Linked DNA regions of Bos taurus: region 2 is linked to region 1. A link is a contact called in public Hi-C data. All regions are on one chromosome and are shown on one strand. The core of a region is the stretch at or near the end of the contact, and the rest is flanking DNA. Distances in the headings are between cores, read along the strand shown. Region 1 overlaps HES1 (hes family bHLH transcription factor 1). Region 2 has its middle 150 kb from the start of OPA1.

Region 1 (7,201 bases), core at 3,604-6,103:
GAGCTGGGCCCCTCTAGCCGAGGTCTAGGGCTGTCGCCGCCGTGGCCGGGGGGAGGGACGGACCCCCACCATTCCGAGGCCTCTGGCGAGGCTCTCACTTTCGTCCTTTGCCTCCTCTTCTGTGCAGAGTTCGCGGCATTCCAAGCTGGAGAAGGCGGACATTCTGGAAATGACAGTGAAACACCTCCGGAACCTGCAGCGGGCACAGATGACGGGTGAGAGCGGCTCGCCGCGTCCCCCTCTGCGGGCGTCCCTCTCGCCCCGCGGTGATTTCTTCCAGACTTCCGCTCGTGGTTGTGAGAGGCATTCAGCTACATTTTACTGCCTTGGCTCACTCTTGCGTTCCCACGGTCTGGGGCTTATTTATAGCCACAACTCCAAGTTGTTACTGTTCCGGAAAGGGAGGGAGAGAGGTTGTAGTGGCGAGGGCGGCGGACGGCGGGCGGCTTGGCAGTGGGGGAAGCAGATGGGAGGTGAAAAGATTTAGAACCGTGGTAGTTTTTAAGCTGCGTGGAGCCTGGGGTCATGTAGTTTAGCACGCCCTCCTCGCCCGCTACATAAGGGGATATAAGGCTCGGATGGTGCAGAAGAGGGGGAAGGGGCACTATCCAAGGTCACATCGCTCGGGGGTGGGGAGGAGGCAAATTTTAGGCTGCAGATCGGGTTAAATGAAGCGACAGGGAATGAAGAGGGAGCGTCTCGGGGTCGGTCGCCAAGCTAGTGTGGAGAGGTGGATGGTTTTTCTAAACCCAGCCTGCTACCCAGAGGCAGTTCCGCGGGCGGGTGGTCAGGGAGGCGCGCCGCGGGGACCTCCCAGGGCGGAGGCGGTGGCTTCGGGGCCAGGGCTGTTCGGTGACCCATCCGTCTCCTTCTGGCCCGCAGCCGCGCTAAGCACAGACCCGAGCGTGCTGGGGAAGTACCGCGCCGGCTTCAGCGAGTGCATGAACGAGGTGACCCGCTTCCTGTCCACGTGTGAGGGCGTTAACACCGAGGTGCGCACCCGACTCCTCGGCCACCTGGCCAACTGTATGACCCAGATCAACGCCATGACCTATCCAGGGCAGCCGCACCCCGCCTTGCAGGCGCCACCGCCGCCCCCGCCAGGACCTGGCGGCCCGCAGCACGCGCCGTTCGCGCCGCCGCCGCCGCTCGTGCCGATCCCCGGGGGTGCGGCGCCCCCTCCCGGCGGCGCGCCCTGCAAGCTGGGCAGCCCTGCTGGAGAGGCGGCTAAGGTGTTTGGCGGCTTCCAGGTGGTGCCGGCTCCGGACGGCCAGTTTGCCTTCCTCATCCCCAATGGGGCCTTCGCTCACAGCGGCCCAGTCATCCCAGTCTACACCAGCAACAGCGGGACCTCGGTGGGCCCCAACGCAGTGTCACCTTCCAGCGGCCCCTCTCTCACGGCAGACTCCATGTGGAGACCGTGGCGGAACTGAGGGGCTCAGGCCACCGCTCTCCCTAAATTCCCCAAACCATCTCTCTTCCCTCGCGACGATAAACAGGAACTTGGACCATGAGAGAGAAGGGAAGACTTTTGAGATTAAGTGGTTACTTTTTTTTTTTTTTAATTTCTAAAGTTACTTTTTTGTAGAGAGCTGTATTAAGTGACTGACCATGCACTATATTTGTATATATTTTATATGTTCATATTGGATTGCGCCTTTGTATGATAAAAGTTCAGATGACATTTCGTTTTTTACACGAGATTTCTTTTTTATGTGATGCCAAAGATGTTTGAAAATGCTCTTAAAATATCTTCCTTTTGGGAAGTTTATTTGAGAAAATATAATAAAAGTAAAAAGAGTGAAGGCTCTTATGTCTTAGAATTGATTATTTCAGAATATGTAAAAATGAAGGTCTTGGCAGAATTTGAATTACACATAATCTGAGAATTCAGGAATTGGCTCCTTTTGTTATTAAAAGAACATTTAAAAAACCCATCAAGGGTTTTACCATGGCTCCTTGAGCTAAATTCCATTTAATTTGTGAGAACCCATCTGTTACGGCTTCCTTGGCCAATTTGTGGTCAGTCTCTTAAAAGATTTCAAAAACCTTTTTAGTTGCAGGTGGGTTAAAGTCATTCAGTCCTGGTTCTCATACTGGCTCCTGAGGAAGATGGAAGGGGGCTGAATTCATGAAGTTAATCAACCCAGTACTAGGTCCCCACTGCACATTTAAGGGTGGCTCCTGCAGCACTAGTGCCCTAGGGTATCTCACCAGCATCCAAGTAAAAACAGTCTTCATAGCTGCAGCTCCAGCCTTCAAGTGTTGGAGTCTTTCTCTAATTAGTCAATCCTTGCAGCTAGACATTTTCTGTACCAGCACCTAAAAGTTTGAAATGCCTCTCTGCACCCTCTTCAAGCAAGCTGAGAAGGTCAACAGATTCCTTCTGCCAAGGAACAGCTAGTTAGACTCCCAAGTGGAGCCCCAGTCCAGATGATTAACACCGGACATATGTTTTTGATAAGTTTCTGTGCTTGGCTCTAATAGAGAAAGCATGTGGAGGCCGTCCTGGCAAGCACACAGGCCATCTTCCCCTTTTAATACAAACAGCAAGCGACCCCTTTGCTTGGTCATGCCCCATTTCCAGGCAAGATGTGGGCTCCAGATAGAAGCAAAAGGGTTGTCTCGGGTTTCAGCTCACATAACCCTCCTTAACAAGTCCTAACTCAAAGCGGACAGCTTTAAACTGTGCCAGGATCTGCAGGGAATTTCTTCCAAATCCCATCACAAAGGCTTGTCAGATTTTGTCAGATTTGGCCAGGTGTTTGACTGCATCCAGGTGTTGGGGAAATGAAAACCACGAGCCCTGCGAGACCAGACACATCAGCCGCGCTGTGGGTCTGGCGGGCGCGCCCTCCTCCCGCACCGCCGGCCAGTCCTCCTCCCGGCCCGGCCCCTCCCGCTAGCCTGCTCTCACAGCCCCCACCCGCCTTTCTCTTAGAAGGGCTTCTGGGAGGAGAAGGATGAGGCGGGAGAGATCAATCTTTGAAGCTTTCCTAACAAAGATAAAGCCAACGATTTTCTGTCTTATTTCAAAAGCTTTACCTCTCCCCTGCCTGGCTGGCCTTTCCCACAGGCCAGTGTGGAGAGCGGCTCTATCACTGGAATGATCTAGCAGACAGCAGTCAGTTTTCTACTCAAATACCTTCCATCCAGCTTCAGATCTAGAGTGAAAGGTTTAAAAAATATTTTAAAGATTTTGGCTCCTACTTGCCTCATTTTGCCTCTGTGAAAGGTGCTCAACATACCTTCCCACCAAAGAAATAGACATACACACACACCCTTCTTTATCATATCATTTTTCTGCCATTTCTCTCCTGTTTAAACACAGACATAATAACAATTGTTCTTTTAAGACACAAGTGAAGCTCAAATGCTTCACTTGGTAAATCTGTCCTCTGGCTCCACCGGAAGTGTCCTGGTAGAAATAAGAGACAACAGGATCTCATTTTTATAAAAATACATTTATATTCTTAAAAATTGACACACACACAGTGCAATCATTAAATCAACTCAAAACTCAATCTCTTCATCTTCCCTGTGCTGAAGGGGAACAACTGAAAAAAGGGGATTTTTATTAATATTAAAAGTACACAGATATTGAGGGGAGTGATAATGTTAAAAGACGTAAACATTTGTTCGTTTGAAAATTGTAGTTTGAAAGTGGTCTTTTTTTCCCCCGAAATTTGGGTTTAAACTAATAGATGAGGCATTTCCGTACAAAACGAAAAGAAAAGGGGGACCCTGGCCCCAGTGGGGATTTTCAGGCTCTTATGCCGGTTCTGCCGTCAACCTCACTGTATCTCTTTGGGTGAGTCATTTCCCTTCTCCAGGACATTTCCAAGTCCGTGAAAAGAGTGTATTTACTTCCAAGACCCTGTACTCTCCTGCACCCAGGCTCTTTCTGCATTAATTAGCTGGGGGAGAGGAGAAGCTTGAGTTTAGCCCACATCAGGATCCTTCGGGCCAGAACTAATTACACAATCTTGAGTCGCACCCAGCAGCCCCTCTCCTCCGCCCCGGGGCGGTGCCGGTGGCTCCCGATAAGGCGCGGCTCCAATCTCCGTGTCCGGATGCGGGCTGCCGGCCTTGCCGCCGCTTGCATTAGCCTCTCAATGGAGACCCTCCCGGGCTCGGGCCCCCCGCCGTGCCCGGCAGCATCCGGAGCTGGAAAGGCGCTGAGCTGGAAGCGGGGCGGGGGGTGGTTGGCTCTCCTAGGTCTAGAGTCGGGATCCTTCTCTAAGTAGCGAGTTGCCGCGACTGGGAGGAGTGCCCCCTCCGCGCGCCCCATTCCATCCCACGTGTTGCTGGAGTGGGGACCTAGGGGTTAAGCTGGACCCCCTCATCGTCACCGCCGTCCCGGGAAACCTGTCATTAAAGTCAATTAACTTTTCCCACACCCCTTGGCCGGTAACAACCCGCTGCTAGCTTCCTCCCCGGCTCCTAAGTGCAACCAGATGGGCGGCCAAGCTGCCCCCGCCGCGCGGCCGCCGGGGCCGCCGGGGGTTCCAGGGAGGCCGCCGCGGCTCGCGGCCCGGGCGGGGAGCAGGCCGGGGCGGCCACGCCGGGCCAGCCCCGGCGGCCCTGCGGCCAAGGTGGTTTGCTTAGCAGGCCCGGCTGCTTTCTGGCAGGAAATGAATAGCTCCCAGATGAGCTCAGGCAACCTGAGAGGTCGTGAGAACGGCGCGAACCCCCGCCTGTGCAGCCGGCAGCCTGCCAGGCCGCGGGGGGAGCGGGCGGCGGCGGCGGCGGCGGGAGGCCGGGAGGCCCGGCGGGCGGTGGCGGGGGGAGAGGGAGGAGGGAGCCGCTGACACACGAGCCCGCGCCCGCTCCCGCTGACAGGCAGGCAGCCGCCCGCGCCCGGCCGCCTCCCCCGCTTCCCCGCCCGGGGCCCCAGCGCCTCCCAAGCAGCAGGCCCTTAGCCGCAGAAACGCGGCCGCCCGACCCGCCGGGCCCGGGGGTGGGGCCGCCTGCCAGTGTTTTTCCAGTTTCCCCGGTAGCTCCGGGCCGCATTTAGAAGCCGGGAAACTGGGCCGAGGCCAGTGTCGGGGCAGCAGAGGCCCTCGCGGCCGCCGGAGCCCTGCCAAGCGGCAAGCCAGGCCAGGGCGGGTGGGGGCCGGCGTGGAGAGCGGCCGGGCCAGGGCGGCTCAGCCCACACCGTCGTCCCAGACAAGATACAGCCGCCCGACGGCATCTCGCGACTCCTTAAAACAAATGATTCTAATCTCCGAAAACCCTAGCACCTACTGAGTGCCCAGCAAGCCCCCTGCAAGCGCTAAAAAGATAACATTAAGACTCACTCACCCCCTGCCCTCCCAGAGCTCTCAGTTTAGCTGGGGAGATAGACAAACACCCAAGTAATTCATCCCAGGCCTGATGTGGGACATGCCAGCAAAGTTTCAACAAAGGGCACCTAAGAACAAAGAGATGGATTCTGATTGGAGAGTAAGCCAGGTAAGGTCTTCAGAGCGTTGGCACCTGAAGCGGAGACCTGACACATGCGGTCAAGGAAGAGAAGAGATGGGAATGGGAAGGGAAACGCAGACAGAGGTAAATGTGCAAGTCCAGTTGGGGGAATTCCAGGAAGTTTGCCATGGTTGTATTGAAATTTTCAGGTATATGAATTGGCTTGGAGGCCAAAAACTAGAGCCAAAGCACATGATCTGGCTTCAGGTTGCTGAGGTTGTAAGTCCAGGCAAATTACTTCTCTGCACCTTCTTTGTACCATAAGGTGGTATTTGTACCTCCCCAGGTGATATCTCATAGGATTGTGAGGATGAAATGAGTAAATGCAGGCAAAACATTTGGAGTGGTGCTTGGCACATAAGCCCCCAATGTGTGTTAGTTGCTCATCGGTGTCCAACTCTTTGTGACCCCATGGACTGTAGCCCACCAGGCTCCTCTGTCTATGGAATTCTTGAGGCAAGAATACTGCAGTGGGTTGCCATTTCCTTCTCCAGGGGATCTTCCTGACCCAGGGATTGAACCCTGGTCTTCTACATTGCAGGCAGATTCTTTACCATCTGAACCACCAGGGAAGTTTTTTTTTCTATTAGCTTTTCCCATAAAAATGTGTCGATAAGGCATCAAAATGTAGAACAGGAATATTATTCCTTAAGGGGGCAGGAGAGGGTAAAAGCCATATCAAATTGGTTTCAGAAGCAGAATCCTGTGTGACAAAAATTTTAAATTTTATTTAAAATGAAATAAAATTTTTTCATTTTAGCGAATACCTAACAGATACTCAGGGTCAGGGATGAGATACAAACCCTAAAGGAAGGCTTCCCATACACCACATTTGTGAAGAACAAATAGTCTCGAACACAGAGTTATTCTTCCCTGTGTCTCTTCCATAATTAGGGCCCATATGATTATTTTCGTACAAATATTGTAGAATCTTGCAGAATCAAATAGATATTTCCCTTGAAACTCTATGTAGCAAAGTAACTGTGGAATTGGCCATTATTACCTTATAGAGGTGAACAAGCCTCTAAAAAGCTCTGAAACTGTAGGCTCATTTGGTTTACTTTTGTTTTCCTGTTTTGGAGTTGGGGGGAAGGGCCGATGGGAAAGGAGCATAAACTATGATCATCTAGAGAACTCAGAACCTACTTTACTGTGATCTCGTTGAGACTGCATTTTAAGTTTAAAATAGGGAGTATCCATCCAAAGAAGAGACATTTTAATGCTGGGAGAAGTTCATAAAGGATAACTTGAAATGTCATTCTTGCCTCAAATATTCACACAGCTTCTATATCAAAAATCTGAGGCTGTAGTCATATTTACATGCATACACTAGTTTAAAAATAGAAGCTGGATTTTGAGCAATTGATCATTTGGGGATATGGCAACTAGTCTCTAACGTGATATGGGGTTGAATTCAACTTAATTTTTTATTAGCATACTATATTTTATTGAAGAAAGTTGACTTACAATGTTTGAGGTGCACAGCTAGGTGATTCAGTTATACATATATATTATTTTTAATATTATTTTCCATTATAGGTTATTATAAGATATTGACTATAGTTCCCTGTGCTATACAGTAAAACTCTGTTAATTGTTGTGTATCTATTTTTTTAAATTAGAAATCTAGCATTCTATTCATACTAAGTCAAACATGTGAAATCAAAATGACATAAATTTTTCAACTAGGCCAAAATTCTCAAGTTTTCTAAAATATGTATGTTTTACATACATT
Region 2 (6,910 bases), core at 802-3,301, 350 kb before region 1:
TTTCGGGCTAACGTGTCCTTTGGGGAGGGGAAGGAGAGGTTGGAAAAATAAAAATATTGATGTCATTTATAAATTTCCCCAAGAATATCCTCACTGGTGGGAACAGCACTGGGTCGTGGGGAGTGGGGGAAGGAGTGGGGAGGGGCATGCAGAAAAACAAGATGCTGCTCCTGCCCTCAAGATGTTCAGAGTCTAAGAAGAAGAGTAATTATGTGGATGAGAGACGGCAGAATAAAGCAGCCTACAAGAACCTGAAAGGGTACAAACCCAATACCTACTGGGAGACCCAAATGACATTCTGCCTACTTTGGAGGGAGGAGATCCCTGAAGTCTTCTAGGAGAAAGTGACCTTTGATAGACTTTCGGAAAACAGAAAAGATTTCAGCACTTGGAGGTAGAGGAAAGGGCATGAGGTTGAAGGGAGCAAGGGGTGACGGTGGGGCTGGCGTTGTTGCAGGACAGCATGGTGGGGGCGGGACCAGAAACAGGGAAGGGACCCTGATGAGGCTGGAGCTCAGTGCACACAGGGAAACACCACAAGAGAGCCACGTGTTGGAGGGAAGTCGGGGTCATGTCTTGAATGGTTCGAAGACCCTGTCTGTAAAGGTGTTTGGACTTATCCTATGGGCCTGCAGGATTTTGAGCTGAGCTCTGTTTTAGGAAGGTTTTGCTCATGATGGAGCAACTAAAGTCAGAGGCCATGGTTTTGGAGAGAATATAGGAAGACTACATATCCCCCCCCCCACCCCCCGCTCCGTCCAGGTGATGTGAGCATAGGAACGAAGCCCTTCAGTTCTCTGGGCCTGTTGGCGGATTTTACAATCTGCAGAGAGAACCTTCTGATCTGGTTGTTTCAGCAGCTTTAGCTGGGAGCCAAGAAAAGTAAGGAGTGTCTGTGGTAGCCCCTCAGGGGTGACGGAGGGCTGGTGTCCTTCCCACCACCATTCAGGGGAGATTCTGCTCCCACTTGAAAGCTGTGGCCTCAGTCTGGTTCTGAGTCTGAACTGAAAAGCCACATTTTCCAATGAAGGGATGCTGCAGGAAATAATAAATCTCTCAAGATTTATGAGCCAGGAAATTCCTTCAGGAACATAAATAGAGAAGAGGTGAGGCAAAGGTGGGCAAGGCAGGGAGCAGCTGCCTGGGATCCTCTGGGCACACACAATGGGCTGGGGATTTGTCCAGAACTCAGAGTGAAGAAGGATTTGGTGCACTGTTTCAATGCTGTTCAACTCTTTGTGAACCCATGGACCATAGCCCACCAGGCTCCTCTGTCCATGGGATTCTCCAGGCAAGAATATTGGAGTGGGTTGCCATGTCCTCCAGGGAATCTTTCCGACCTAAGGATTGAACCCATGTCTATTAAGTCTCCTGCACTGGGCATCACCTGGGAAGCCCGAGAGGGATTTTAAAGGTAATCTAATGCGATGTCTCTTGCTTTTCTGTCATTGAATTCATGGCTCTTGCTCTGCAAAATGATGAGGCCGAACTAAATGACCTGTAGGGTCTTTATCGCCGGGTCATTTGATGTTTGTTGTAAAGACCTGTGTTCTTGTGCTGGGCCCTGATCGCACTGTGTGTGTTTCACTCTCCCTGACTGAAAATGCAATCAACAGAGTCTCACACATTACCCACGTTTGGGCTGGAGATTAATGAGAGGACATCTGGAAACTTCCCTTGGAGGGATACATCTGGGCCTGATTACCTTCTTATTTACTGTCTTTTTACTCTGGAGACAGACTCGTAGACTCACCCTAGGGGACAATAACAGAAGCATGCACACCATCCCAACACACCTTCCAAATTACCCCCAGCCCAGCTGCAGGGAAAGATGATGGAGGAATCCACACACACAAACTGGGCACACACACGTGTACACACACACACACACACACATGTACCCTTTCTCCCCCTTGCTCTGTCCAGTGTCGGTGGGACAGTGAATTACCTTCACTGTCAGAGATGCGAGACCAGGCTTCTCCCTGTCACTGATAAAGTCCTGCTGGCCCCTGCCTCCCACTCCAAGCTGTCTACTGGTTTCCACCAGCAGATGGCACCCGGAGCTCTCAGACCACAGGGCCACACATCCTAGGCCTGAACTCCTGGCCTCCCCCACCCGCAGCCTTGGAAAGGGATAATTTGGGAGTCATCAGTGGGAGGGCTGCCAAGGACTTCAATTTACTATTTGGAACTTGGATAAGTTTCCCCAGATGGGGCATTGGAGGGGAAAGAGGAAAAGGGGAGTGGGGGGGGGGGCAGCGTCTCCTAGGGGCCGGGGATGGATCTGGTCCATCTCTGGCAGCCAGACAGTCCTTCCTGCAAGACCCCACCCAAAGGGGTGTCTGAAGCCAGGGCGGGTCACACCCTGGAAGGAAAATGCTTTCACTGGTGTGAAAACCAAGAGAACAAAAGGATTCACAGACCAAAAATGAAGCCAACGAGAGCTTCGAAATCATGGGCATTCTTCCCACTCCCAGTCTCTGACTCATCCCTGAACCCCAGTTTCAACCTCACCTACTGCTTGAAGCTGTCGCTGAACCATGCGCCTGGGGTCAGAATTAATCACCAGCTGCCTCCCTGGGCCTCCGACACTCCAGCCTTGCGGCATGGATCATCCCTCTCCCAGGGTGAGAGCTCCTTGCATAAGTATGTACCCCCATTTGACTGTGGTTACCCTGGGCCAGGGGCCAGACCCCACTTACCCCAGAATCCCCATGAGCCCAGAACAGCGCTGGCTCACAAGTCCTGGAGAGTCAGAGAAGAGTGAAGAAAATTGTCTCTAGAGCCTGGAGAATATCCAGCAGCTGGAATGGTGAAGTTGAAGGAAAGAATCCCTCTTAGGTGGGGTCACAGGACTCCTGATGTAGATGTAGGTGAAACATACACACACACACACACACACACACACCTCTCCTGGAGCAGTGGAGGAGGAGGGAATGCAAAAAATGTGGTGGTGCCAGCCACAGAGAGGTCTGGAAATGCCTTCTTAATTGAACCTTTCTGGGAGCAGGCTGGCTGGAGGAGGGTAAGGAGCAGAGAGGAGCTGGCAAGGAAGGGCCCAGGGGGCTCTGATCCCCCTCCTTTTGGAAGCATGAGTGTGTGCTTTCATGACTTTTTGCACCCCTATGCAACTGCAGCCCACCAGCTCCTCTGTCCATGGATTTTCTCCAGGCAAGAATACTGGAGTGGGTTGCCATTTCCTCCCCCAGGGGATCTTCCTTACCCAGGGATCAAACTTGAGTCTCTTATGTCTCCTGCATTGGCACACAGGTTCTTTACCACTAGCGCCACCTGGGAAGTCCTTCGAGAGCATAGAGACAGTAAAGGCAGAGCCTCTGGTTTCTTCCTAGGAAGTACCACATGGCAAGCCGCCTGTCGTGAGAGATTTGCTCTCTCATGGAACAGTTTTATCTGTAGGAAAGTCTTTGATATTAGGAACCCAAGTCCATTTTCTTGCAGCTTTGGCCCACTGGAGCCCCAGGACAGATCTACTTGCCTAGATGGGTGATTCATGTGGTAGAGACAAGGTGTAGAGGCCTCTGCAGAGTTCTTACTGAGTGTTAGACATCCTGCATACGTTATGTCCTGATCAGGAAAACCCCAAGAGTACTGCTGTTATAGGTGTTACTGTCTTCCTATTGTGGATAGGGAAGACAGCTCCGAGAGGTGTGTAGCTTGCCCAGGACACACATCTGTGTCAGCTTTCATCTTGCCTGGCTTCCGGTTTCCCTTCACGCAGCTGGAGACGGGGTCCTGGCTCCACACACCCTCTTGTTACCAGTTACCAGGCTGCATGCTGATGTCTTCAACCTTCCCTCCTGGCACATACATCCCAGTCCATCCAGGCCAACTTCTGGGGTGTCCTCTGCTGGGTCTGCATTCCTCACAGCCGGGTCCCCAGACAAGGACATAAGCATTCTTGTTTTTGGCTTGAAAAGCTTTACATGCCAGCCAACAACTGAGGAGCTTCTGCTTTTGCTTGAAGAAGTAACATGAGCCTTGAACACTGGCCTTGGCTCCCAGGAGGGTACAGGGTAGCAAGAGGTGCCAGACTGAGGTCCAGGGCCATCACAACCACCAGCCAGGCTGGCCGAGACAGTGCCTGTGCCCTCCCTCCAGGCCTTTGAGCCACGACCCTGCCACTTGGAATATAGGTAGCACTAGGTTTTTAATTCAATGTGATTTATCCTTTTGTAAATAGTACATTCTCATGGTTTAAAATTCAAAAGGTACAAAAGCTAGGAAGTGGAAATTCTTGCTCCTACCCTTTATTCCCACCATCTGTTACCTCTCCTCTAGTAACTAATGTTACCAGCTATATCCATTGCACTTATAATACAAGTAAGTATGTGTGTGTGTATATTCATATTCATTTTTCCCTTTTTTTTTAAAAAAAAAGACAAGTGTGGCTCAGACAATAAAGAGTCTGCCTGCAATGCAGGCGACCTGGGTTTGATCCCTGGGTTGGGAAGCTCCCCTGGAGAAGGAAATGGCACTATACCCACTCCAGTATTCTTGCTGTCCGTAGGAAATCCCATGGACAGAGGAGCCTGGCGGGCTACAGTCCATGGCGTCACAAAGAGTCGGAAACAACTGAGTGAATAACACTTACACTTTCAGGATACTATATCCTCTCTTCCACACCTTTCCTTTTCCCTGAACATTTATATTTTCCAGTTTAAGGACCGGGGCTTAAATCCACCCTCTTCTGCTCCATGACACCAGGAGTCAGTCCTGGGACCCTTGTCTTGTGCACCTAAAATGCAGCACAGATGAAAGCGTCAGTGAACGCTTATTAAACAAATTAGTGCCATGTAGATGTTAAGAGATTTCTACTGCAGATGCACTCTTGTTTACGCTTTCCATGTACATTTTCCAGGCATTCAAGAGACTTTGCACTGATCTTTGGGGGATGTGACCCCTACTTTATAAGGAAAATCATCTAGGGATTGAAATGATTTATTCAAACCAAGTTGCTGCTCCATTTCAGCTACTCCGATTTAGGGCTTTGGAGGTCTTACAGTTGAGCTCCAGAGAAGGGAGAGACTTGGCAGAGTTTTCTCAGTAATAACTTCAATATATACAGACAGGCAAGGATGGAGTCAGGCTGTCAGTATGATGCAGTCATGGGACTCTACTTTTTGCTTCCACCTTGAGCTGAAGACAGAGCATGCACCTTATCATTTCTTTTAACCTGTCTTCTAGCTTCCCTGGCTGAAAAGCAGTAACAATTTGACCTGCTGTTAGGATTTTAAGTGCTCCAAGGTATTAAGTCACTAGCATGAAACAGCACAAAAATATATTTAAAAAAAAAAAAAAACAAAACAACTAGCAAAGTGCTAACAATGACACTCTGTCTTTGCTTAAGTCTATTCTAAGAAATGGAAAAGCTGGCCTCTGGGGGGCTGTCTGCCGAGCCTGGGAGTCTAGGAACCTTTCCATGATATGTGTGCGATAACTTCGTTAGACTTGAGAAAAGATCTAAAACAGACATAGTTTTAGAGCATTCATGATAAATGGTTCTTCACAAATTGAAGCTGATTATTTCTCTCCCTTGCCTTCCCAGAGAGGTGGTCCTGGCTTTTAAACAAGGTTCATTCCTGGTAATGCCATCTTAAAGGCAAACCCCATTTTAATTGTACGATTAAAGTCTTCTCTCTTCACGAGAGAAGTGAATGGAAGAAGGTGACAGGAAGACAGAAGAGGCGTTCTTAGGCCATGTCTAACAAAGATGGCCACAACTGAAGCCTGCTTCAAATGGTGCTCCATGAAGAGGATGCAGTTTATTGTCGCAAGCAGGCAGTGTAGTTACTGAGTTCCATGGATGGCTGCTGAAATACAAAAGGAATAATGATTGAGGCCATAGTGAAGAGTTGGAGCCCCTCCTAGGAGATTTAGAAAGTGGGTCCCTAAAGAAGCTTGCTCCCAAATTTTCTACTTCCTTCACATCTTGGTCCAGTGTAAGCGACGACCTTTCCATCACTGGAAAGTGGCCTTGCAGAGGTCCAAGGTGGAGAGAAAGGCCTGTTGGTCTCCTGATGTGGAGGAATCACATCCACCACATGAAGCAGAGCCTGGAGACCAGCCGCAGGCTAAGCCTCCTCTTCCAGCCTTCAGCAGCATCTGAGACCAGAAAACTAGGCAGTAGCTAGTTAAGTAGTTAGCTGCAGAGCCAAATCGGTCTCTGCTGGCTATACATTCTCTGTATACCATTTTAAATACTAAATTTAAACATGTAAGGGTTTGAGTTTTGAGCTGATGTGTGGCTTTGGCTCCCAGCAGCACAAATCTGGGAAGAAAGCAGTGAACTCTCTCCCTGGAATAGAGGGCATATCCAAATATGGGCTTGGGATCTCCCCTCTCCCTCCCTGGGTGGAGTGGAAGACCAAGACAAAGCCACTAGCACCTGCAGGGAAGCAACAGGCACCGAGGGAGGTGCCTCTGAAGCTGGGCTTAGGTCCTCCTTGAGCTGGCAAAGTTCTCCCTGGGGAAAATACCAGAGAAGCCTGGCTCAGAGGAAGCTGCCTGGCATCATCTTCTGGACAGAGTGATTGGGCAGATACCATCTCTCTCCACCAGCTTGGCAGGAGTCTAGTCTTGTGTGGAGAGGTGGGGCGTTCTCTGGGATCAGGTGAGCACTTGCACAGCACCTGTCCTCTCTGCAGGCAGAGGAAATCAGTGTAGGAAGGAGACAACTGTGCGGCCAATCACGGCTTCTCCCAGCGCAGATGGGCTGTACGTCCAGTGTCCACACTTTCTCCTCCCTGGGCAAACAGAGCCCAGTTTTATGTGAATTGGCCATGGGACTGCTTTCCCAGCCATCCCTACTGGAGTGGCCCAGGAGATGCCAGAGTGTGAGTCATTAAGTGGGTCTTCAAGGGGACTGACCAAGTAAGGAGGGACCCCAGAA

What was found. A called contact is a pair of places that touch in the nucleus more often than the background predicts.
Region 2: a Hi-C map of skin fibroblasts shows a contact between it and region 1, with 11 times the contacts expected there. The contact joins two enhancer-like sites. A contact is called at or near these places in 4 of 11 Hi-C or Micro-C datasets (liver, skeletal muscle and skin fibroblasts).

What each region holds. Positions count from the first base shown.
Region 1 is chr1:73,357,378-73,364,578 of ARS-UCD2.0, reverse strand. It overlaps HES1 (hes family bHLH transcription factor 1), which reads left to right. Exons shown (of 4, transcript NM_001034678.1): 3 at 128-215; 4 at 883-1,805. The coding sequence ends at 1,433. Among named protein-coding and RNA genes, the nearest start is that of HES1, 4.3 kb to the left of the region's middle. Within about 2 kb of position 4,853, at least 83 of the 102 cell types and tissues checked have an H3K27ac peak or open chromatin away from gene starts, as enhancers often do. A contact at or near this core is called in skeletal muscle and skin fibroblasts, where this site is marked.
Region 2 is chr1:73,703,987-73,710,896 of ARS-UCD2.0, reverse strand. No RefSeq gene overlaps it. Among named protein-coding and RNA genes, the nearest start is that of OPA1, 150 kb to the left of the region's middle. Within about 2 kb of position 2,051, at least 19 of the 102 cell types and tissues checked have an H3K27ac peak or open chromatin away from gene starts, as enhancers often do. A contact at or near this core is called in skeletal muscle and skin fibroblasts, where this site is marked.